Linked DNA regions of Hordeum vulgare: region 1 is linked to region 2. A link is a contact called in public Hi-C data. All regions are on one chromosome and are shown on one strand. Each heading gives the region's core, a stretch centred on a gene start, on an enhancer-like site or on the middle of the called end of the contact. The rest is flanking DNA. Distances are from core to core; before and after follow the strand shown. Region 1 holds the start of LOC123444283 (tryptophan aminotransferase-related protein 3-like). Region 2 has its middle 220 kb from the start of LOC123444283.

Region 1 (4,362 bases), core at 227-2,726, 220 kb before region 2:
AATATCATGTATGACAACTAAGCATTTTCGATGAGGTGGCATAGAATTAAATGAAGAAATAGAGTGTTGAGTATCATATCATGATACCGTATCATATTAAATGATGTGTTACTATGTGTCTTGCATAACAATAAATGAACTACATTATGATACTAACATATGATACTATGCATTACGGATGTGGTATCATACACTAGTATCATGATACTAGTATATGATAGTACTCATTACAACCAGCCTTATGATACTTCCATTACGGACAGCCTTAGAGCATCATTTATCAATGTGCATGCATGTCTCATGTCGTTACATAGACCATGTCTATTATATCATTATATCATTATGATGCTTTATTTTAGTTTATAGTTTCTTAAGAAGTTAGTGGTTGATAAAAAATCTCGATATCAGAGGGGAAGGTACCTCTCAAATAATAATGACCTACTACTATTTATAGAGGACACGAGAAACTGACTTGAAATATCCGGCCCCACGGATGTGACATCTAATAAGTGTATTTTTCCTTGCCTGAATGCGACGTGGAAGTTGACCCCTCACTCTCTCACACACATGGTCGCATCAACTAAAAGCTAAGGTGCATATGTTTAAGGTAAACAACTACTGCAAGTTTGGCGTGTCGCTATGAGTGCTAAAACTACTAGTTCCATTAGTATTATAAAATTTAAAGATGCTTTGGAAAATGAAATGATGGGTACGTATGGTTAATGCAGTCGTGGATGAAGCGAGTGTCTAAAACGCATTATTTTTAGGCGATACCCGATCAATTTGTTGATTAATGATTACTAGAGTAGAATTTAGAAGCACGCGTTTAACGGCGTCCTTCTGACTTATGGAGAATGGACGGAACTGTGCAATATCATACAAGTATTAACCGGAGATTACTGTGCATCTAACGGCGCCGTTCCAAATCACGCCATCAATGGAGAAAAGAACTTCTAAGCAACGCGCGCCCACCACGCACGACAACGAAGGAAGGCGAGGTGAGGGAGGAATCAGAAATGGAAGCATGTACTGTGTATCAAGAGCTATGATCAAGAGCGAGGAGTCGGAACGATCACCTGTCGGCGTCGGCGGTGCAGTCGGGCGTCCGGACGGAGCAGTCCGGCCCTTCGAAGCAGGTGTTGCACTCGCACCCGGGCCGCCCGTCCTCGCCGACGATGCCATCCACGAACACGCGGCCGTGGCCGGAGCAACCAACCGCGGCCACGGACTCGGCATCCCTGGCCGCCCGTAGCGCCCAGCTCAGCGCGCCGCTGCCACCGTCGTTGTTGACCTCGCTGAGAAGCGGGGACTGCGCCGGCGGGGCGGAGAGGAAGAGGTGCGCGACGAAGAGGGCGTTGAGGAGCAGGGATGAGTAGAGGAGGAAATGGAGGCTGAGCCGCGCTGCTGTTGGAAAGGCGGACTCCATTGTTTGGCTGTGTTCACAGCCGGTACCCCTGGTGACACACAGCTTTATAGCGTGCGCGCCCGTGGGGCGTGAGGCCAGCTTGATTAAGTTGATTTTCACTCCCTCTCATTTTCTCGATAATTCATCTAGTTCAGTACCCAACGCCGAGGATCTACGGTCATCACTTGCAAATGCGCCTCCATAAAAGTTCACGAACACGTTCGGATGCGTTCACATACCCTGACCGGTCATGTTAATGGATTCTACATCTGAATAGCCTTTAATTAGAAACCACAAATTCATATTATTACATGTAACGTAGAACTAATAAAACATTGGACATTAGCCGGTTCACGGGACTCGAGCTCCCGTCGTCTTTCATGACCTACTCTTTCTCGTCGGAGCCTATAACCCGGACGTTACCGGTGGACGTGATGTCGATGACGGATCCTTTGTGGGAGAAGCCGACGTCCAACACGACACGGTTGCGACAACCGCACTGGTGCACCCTACGGGGCGTCGGAGAATGTGACTCCGTCTTTCCAACGTCAACAGTCGCCTCCCGCGCCCGCTGCCCGGCCTGACGGGCACGCCGCGCCATGACATGTTCGAGGACGTCCATGCTTCATGCTTGACGCATCAACGAAGGGGTTGCGCTTCCGCCACGGCGTTCGGACGCTAGACGGACCGCATCGCCTTCTGTGAGACAGCGATGCTGGATCCAAGCACCGGCTGTGTCGACGCAATGGATTTCCGGCGTTGCGAGTCCGAGTGCTGCCCCCGGGTGGCCGCCTTCTGGGAACAGCGAAGCGCAAGCCAGACGGCCATCTCCTCCTTGGGGCCACGTGGGATGAGCTTGTGGTCGACTGGTCTGAAGGTGAAGGACTTGGATCCGTTGTCCGTCATGACGATGAAGGCTGAAGATCGCCGATGGTGAGCTAGGATGGTGGATGAGAGTGAAGAGGGTGGAGTGAGGTGGCTAAGATTTGGTCCGACGAACGGATGGGGACAAATATATGTGGCTTTGTGAGACAATAATGGGTTGGTGGCGGGCCGCGCCCTGTCAGGCGGGGGTGTCCGCGTGCGTCCAGATATTTTTATATTTGCCCCTTGTTTAGACTCGTTATGAATGGTGTCGTCAATTCAACTGTTTAAGGCCTTAAACGATTGGATCGATTTTTTTATGTTCAATTGGTGACTCACGCATTTGACGGGTATAATGGATATGGGCCCTGTTTGGATCCTAGGGTTAGAGTTAGATTGGGTTAAAGTTGAGCTATCTAACCCTCAAAAATCCAAACAGGTAGGGTTAGATTGGGTTAGATGCATCTAACCCACCCAAAAACTCTAACCCACCCAAGAGGTGCTTTTTTGGGTTAGAGTTAGGTGGGAACAAAAAAGAAGAAAAAAAATCACTTGCTACTGCATCCAGCCCGCACCAGATCCCACCAACCCCCCGTCCCTCCCGTCGCTGTCCCTCCCGTCGCCCTCCCAGCCGCCGGCCGCCCCAGCCGCCGGCCGCTGCGCCCTGCCGCGCCCCGCCGCGCCCCCACCCCGCCGCCGGGCCGCCCCGCCCCGCCGCGCCCCAGCCGTCGGCCGCTGTGCCCTGCAGCGGCCTGCCCCGCCCCGCCGCCGGGCCGCCCGCCCCCGCCGCGCGCCGCAGCCGGGCCGCCCCGCCCCGCCCCGCCCCGTCGCGCCCCAGCCGCCGGCCGCTGCGCCCTGCCGCGGCCCGTCCCGCCCCGCCGCCGGGCCGCCCGCCCCCGCCCCGCCGCGCCCCAGCCGCGGGCCGCTGCGCCCTGCCGCGGCCCGCCCCGCCCCGCCGCCGGGCCGCCCGCCCCCGCCCTGCCGCGCCCTGCCGGCCACACAACGATCGGCCACACCAAATCCGGAAGTGAATATGGACAAAAGTAACCAAATGATTGAGAAAGGGCATTTATTGTCAATCTAACCCTCTCATCCAAACACCTCTTGGGTTAGAGTTAGTTCAGGGTTAGTTGAGAGTTAGAATCTAACTCTAACCTCTAACCCGGTTAGAGTATCCAAACAGGGCCATGACTGTAGATGGTCTTAAATAGTATTGTCAGATTCAGATTTGATGTCGAGCTAGCTAAGCGGTCCTACCATTTTCTAGAACTAATGCGTAAGCACTGAACATGACTTATATTTTAAGATTCAGATCTGTTATGAAGCTAGCTAAGCGCTTCTATATTTTTAGAGATTACCTGATGTGTAAGCAGTCGAGACGATTTATTATAGGCATGTAAATAATTTCAGATTCCGATCTGGTATGAAGCTAGTTAAGGAGGAGAGCGGACGTTTGGAGCTCGGCCTTCTTAAAGGTCGATTTTTTTTTAAATTCAAAATTCAAACATTTCAGTTTTAAAAAAATCTGAGAAAAATATGCAAGTAAAGAAGGCTGTTATCTGTATGTATGTAAAATTTTAGAATATAATACCTTGAGATACGATCTGCACAAAAAAAATAAATTCATGATTAAAACAATGAATAGTATCCTGTGTAAAAAGGCCCGAGATTTGTCTTTTTTTGCACAGTCCTCATTTTAATGTATTTTTTTCTGAAAATTTACACACATGTGTGTTCCACCTTCATTTATCTTTGTATTTTTTCAGAATTTTTTGAAATATAAAAATCTGAATTTTTATGAAATTTGAGTTTCAAATTTAAAGGCCTCCATGAAGCTCGGCCACCAAAAACAATTTCCGATTAAGGACTTATCATTTCTGAAGTGTAAGAGCATCTCTAACACATTTTTATCGTGCATATCTTTAAAATGATTATAAAAACCGCAAAAACGTGTTTTAAGGGCTCGTGAGGGTGCAACCGAACAAACCCTGTAAGGCCGAGTAGTAAAACACAACCATTCGACTTTTCGGGGTCTGTTCGGCCATAGCCCACGCGAGCCCTTAAAGCAAAAAATGCAAAATAGAAAATTTGAC
Region 2 (4,985 bases), core at 1,112-3,611:
AAGTATCAAGATAAGTGTGAGTGTCATGGATAGCATTTCCGTAGTAAGACGGGAATGATTCCATGATGGTGTATTGTTGTGGAGTTAGTGGACTCGTGTGCGGGAAATCGAAGTTGATAAAACTATTTAAAAATGTAGTTTAGTCTAGCCAAGAGACAAAGCTGGCTTGCTGCATGAAACACCACAACCCCCTTTATTGATACCTGAGCATGAGTAGATAGATCTGTTCTAAAGTCTTGCTGAGTACTCTTGTACTCATGTTTGCTTAATAATTGTTGTAGAGGATACCCACGAGCCAACATGTGGGTTCTATCTAGACATCGATGATGACGAGTAGCTGGTGTCCCAGCTACGACCTGGCCCCTTTCAGAAGGGATCTGTAGATAGTCAGGCTTTATGCCTTATCCTTTCATCTGTCTGTACTCAGACAGTTTTATGCTTCCGTTGGTTTGTATGACTTTGAGTGTCGGGTCGTGTGACCCCTGCTTGTATGAACATATTATGCAAGACTCTTCCGAGTCTTCTAAATAAATGTCATGATGTTGTATGGTTATGTTGTGATGCCATTGTTGTATCTATGCATATCTAGTATGTCATGCGTACGTGTGATGCACTGTGATATGTATAGGATTCGACACCTAGTCGTATGCCTTAGTAGCTCTCTATACAGAGAAATGTCCCTTTGTGATTCCACCGAGCCTTGGTAGTTCGCTACTGCTTCGGACACATTGGTTGACCGGCATGTATCCTTCTTAGATGTTGTCGCTGTCCCTTCGGGGAAATGTCACGCGGTGTAATGGAGTCCTTGTAGCTTGCTACGACTCGTCTACACTCGCTGTTGACCGACACCTGCTTTGCTGGGTTATGCATGCCTGTCTCTGTATAGTCGAGCCACTTGAGTTTATGACTAGATATGTCGACCCGGGTTCTTTGACATTGGAATGCTAGCGACACTAATGCATACGTGAGTCAAAAGGCGCAAACGGTCCCGGCTAAGGTAAGGTGGCAGCCGTGGGGATAACCGTGCGTGAGACCGCAAAGGGATGCAACATGTTACAGGCTGGATTCCTATGGCTTAGGATTGGGGTCCCGACAACGTCATTGATAATTAATGCCCCAAAGACAAAGAATCCACTCCCAACAACCATGTCAAAGCAAATCGCGCGGAGCTCCTTGGATCAACACTAGGAAAAGAATCCATTCTCTGCATAGGTCTCGTCGGGTTTGGGCCGGCTGAATCGGCGTCCACGCCTCCGGCGGCTCCTACGCCGACGAGCTCGTCTCCACCGCGGTGAGCGCCACCCGCCCCACCCACCGAGACGAGGCATCAGCCATGGCTGCACAAATATAAAACCCTAGACGATGCGGGGAAATGAGAGGAGGGGAGGCGAGGCGAAGACTTACCACCGGGGAGTAATACGGTACGCCGGAGCAGATCGCCAGCGTTGAGGAGTCGGGCGGTGGCGGCGGCTTGGGGAGGAGTCGGGCGGCAGCGTCTTGGGGAGGAGTTGCACGGCCCAATCCTCGAGCCCCCCCCTCGAGGGTTCTGAAGCATGTGGGAAGAAGCGGGTCGAAGGGGGAATCGAGCGGGTTGGCCCATGTAACCTCGTGTATCAAATAGGTTTCGCTGGGATTCTGGGCCTCGCGGGGTTAATCCCCTGAAAACCACTCCGACCCATGCGAAACAAACGAGGCCTTAGGGCATGTACAATGGTGCTATCTTAGGAGTGCCACATATGATAAATGATGAGGTGGAGAAAAGAGAACTCAAAAAAAGCTTTGCCTTCTCTTATTTAAGAGAAGACAAGAGGTGATCTCTTAGCACAATATATCTCATCATATTTTTAGGAATAACTAATTATAAAAGATAAGGCTAAAAGATGATCCATTATAGACTCTCTTTTTTATCATCTCAAAATTACATGTAAAATTTAAGATAAGACTATCTTATCAACCATTGTACATGTTTTTAGAAAGGCAACTTATTTGCTAAGTGGTCAACTAAGTTGTGGAATTAGGCTGCCGACAACTTCCGGAATCCGGATGCCCGGGGAGGACTAAATTGATGTATATTTCATTATGTATACTTAATAATACTACTTTGGTACTGCAGTTGTTGATAGTTTTTTCAATAAATGTGGCCAAATTTTTACTAAGGTTTGAGTTGAGACAAATGCATACGTCCCTTTCTCACACACGGAGTGAGTGTCTTTTACACGGATGAGCTATGAATTATGAACCCTCGGTGCCAATCACGTCTTCAAAGATTCTAGCGGGGGAGAGATTACCATAGATTCTCGTTCATCCGTTTCGATGAAGCCGTACTTGTGAGAGTGACCCTGTGTAATATCTGATTGTTTCTTTCTTCTAGTGTACTAACGTTTGACTATGAAGTGTCCATAGGCTTGACATTGCTTTCAGCTGACAGCTAGTGTCACCGCTTGTTAAATTATTCTATTATCTTTTGCTCGTTTTTTTGTGGGTATCTCTTTACTCGTTAATCCACCTCCACGCGGGATCTATCTGGAGAGAAGAGACAGGAAGTGGAAAAGGAACCACATGTATTTTGTGTTGTCGCATGAACTGTGGTTGACAACTGAAATATGATATTTTTCATCCGGACTTAAGTCTCTCTTGTGGAATCTGTTCATCCGGACTTAAGTCCTAGACTTGGTACGGACGATCGCATTTTCATGTATTTATTTCTGAAATCTTGAAGGTTTTCTTAGTGGTATGGAGTGCCCGTCAAATACAAGTTACATGTGATAATTTTGTCAATTTTGATCGCTTCAGTCTCTAGAACATACACATAAAAGTAGGATGTATGTACTTGCATTCATATGGATGAATATAACTTTTTTTTTATATATGAGCGTATGTATTTGTATTGTGTTTCTTTTACAAAAAAACATATGAGTTGATTCTCAAAATCTATAGCCGATGGGTGCCTGCTGCTGAGATTCCTGTGAATTAACTTTGGTTTCGCTACTTTGCATTGCCTAGCCTGGGCCTTTGAGCCGCGTTTTCTATTTGATGCTCACTGCACCCAATCGTGACAAATCCTATTAGGCGCTGTAAGCATCAGTTAAAGTGCATTCTTAACCGGCGCGTGCAACGTTTGGTCATGAACCGGCCCAGCGGGAGGGAGGTTTTTCCGGTTTTGTGAAGTGTCCAGAAGCTTTCCAGATGGGTTTTTTCAGGTCTGTTTTTTCTTCGCTTTTTCTCTTTTTCTTTTCTTGTTTCTTTTAAGTTCTCTTTTTATTAATTTTTCATTTTCATTTTATTTTTTATTTTTATTTTTTTCAAAAAAGTGCAGTCTTTTCTTGATTACCTTTTTTTCAAATGAACAAACATTTTTTCAAATCAATGAACCCTTTTCAAAATTTTATGAATTTTGTATTCAAATTCTATGAATTTTTCAGAATATCGATGAACTTTTTTCAAATTTTATGAACTTTTTTGAAATTTGATGATTATTTTAATAGGATGAACTTTTTCAGATTTTTGATTTTTTTTCAGTTCAACGAAATTTTTAAAACTTTTTTCAAATTCATGAATTAATTTTCAAAATGCGTAAACTTTTAAAAAAATTGTGAACTTTTTTTAAATCATAGTGAATTTTTTCAAATTCATGAACTCTTCTTTTAAAATTTGTGAACCATTTTTCTCTTTTATGAACTTTTTGTGTTCACTTTTTTTGTTTTTTATAAAAAAAATCCGCCCTAGAACTGGGCCGGTCCATTTTGTAGGGCATGTGGGCGCTGGTTATCCCAGCTCGTGCTTAAGGCGCCGGCTAGGAGCTCCCCCCAATCGTCGAACAATCACGAGGGTACTCAAATTAGCGATGTGTGTCATATATATTCGGCCGGCCCATTTTAGTAGCACATGTAACCCGGTTTTCAAAACATGTAGAACATACTTTAAAAAGAAAAATTATGGCAAACCAACCTGTGGTTAGATAGTTAGATGGATTGTGGTATTCTCAGCTCATAAGGGTTCAAGTTCTCGTGTTCGTATTTATTCATGAATTTATTTTAAAAATTTCGGCGATGCGATTCAGTGGGTGGAGATGTTCCCGTCGATGATGAGGCGGCTACGGTGAATTCATAAATCTCAACATGATATGACAACTTAGTGTTTTGGAGGTGTTCATAGGGGTAGGGATGAGTGTATGCACATTTATATGAGTGCTTGCATTTATACAGTGTTCAAAAAAATACGAGATCCCTAAATGAGGTGTACACCTTCCAAAGGTCAATATGAGTTTTTCAATTTTTTTCGTAGATCCGTTTATTCAAAACGTTTTAAACCGTGCATGATGGTTCAGTCTTTTGGAGGTGTACATAGGGGTAGGATGAGCATATGAGCGCGTACATTTATACGGTGTTCAAAAAAAAATGAAATCACTAATTGAGGTGTACACCTTCGAAAGGTCAATCCGAGCTTTCCTTTTTCTCGTAGATCCGTTTATTCTAAATGTTTTATCTCTTAAATCATGCATGACGGCTCAGTCTTTTGGAGGTGCTCATAGAGGTAGGGCTGAGTGTATGCGCCTGTATATGAGCTCTTGCGTTTATACTGTGTTCAAATAAATATGAAATCACTAATTGAGGTGTACACTTTCCAAACGTCAATCCGAGTTTTTCTTTTTTTTGTTGATCAGTTTATTCAAAATATTTTATCTCTTAAATCGTGCATCCAAATCTTGAACCGTTTTCATCATTGGATTCCTCGCGTCAAGATCATCAAAATTAGATCCCATGTTGATAGATTTGACAAAAAAATTATGAAAAAACGGACGAAAAACCGTGCCTCTTGCGAAAAGAAAAACCATGTTTTTTGGTTCCGACAGGCATGGTCACCCCTCTCGCGGAAGCAAATCTGTATCTCTCGCGGAAGCGAAACCGTGCCTCTCAAGGAAGGAAAAAAAGGAAACATGTTTTTTTTTGTTTTCGAGAAGCAGAGTTGTCGGATTTACGTCTCCG

Evidence for each region. A called contact is a pair of places that touch in the nucleus more often than the background predicts.
Region 1: a Hi-C map of leaf shows a contact between it and region 2, with 4 times the contacts expected there. The contact joins the promoter of LOC123444283 here to the enhancer-like site in region 2. A contact is called at or near these places in 3 of 6 Hi-C or Micro-C datasets (leaf and seedling).

Annotation. Positions count from the first base shown.
Region 1 is chr3H:464,181,538-464,185,899 of MorexV3_pseudomolecules_assembly, reverse strand. It overlaps LOC123444283 (tryptophan aminotransferase-related protein 3-like), which reads right to left and starts at 1,476. Exons shown (of 5, transcript XM_045120960.1): 1 at 1,077-1,476. The coding sequence starts at 1,426.
Region 2 is chr3H:463,958,142-463,963,126 of MorexV3_pseudomolecules_assembly, reverse strand. No RefSeq gene overlaps it. Among protein-coding and RNA genes, the nearest start is that of LOC123444283, 220 kb to the left of the region's middle. Within about 2 kb of position 2,361, at least 1 of the 3 cell types and tissues checked has open chromatin away from gene starts, as enhancers often do. A contact at or near this core is called in leaf, where this site is marked.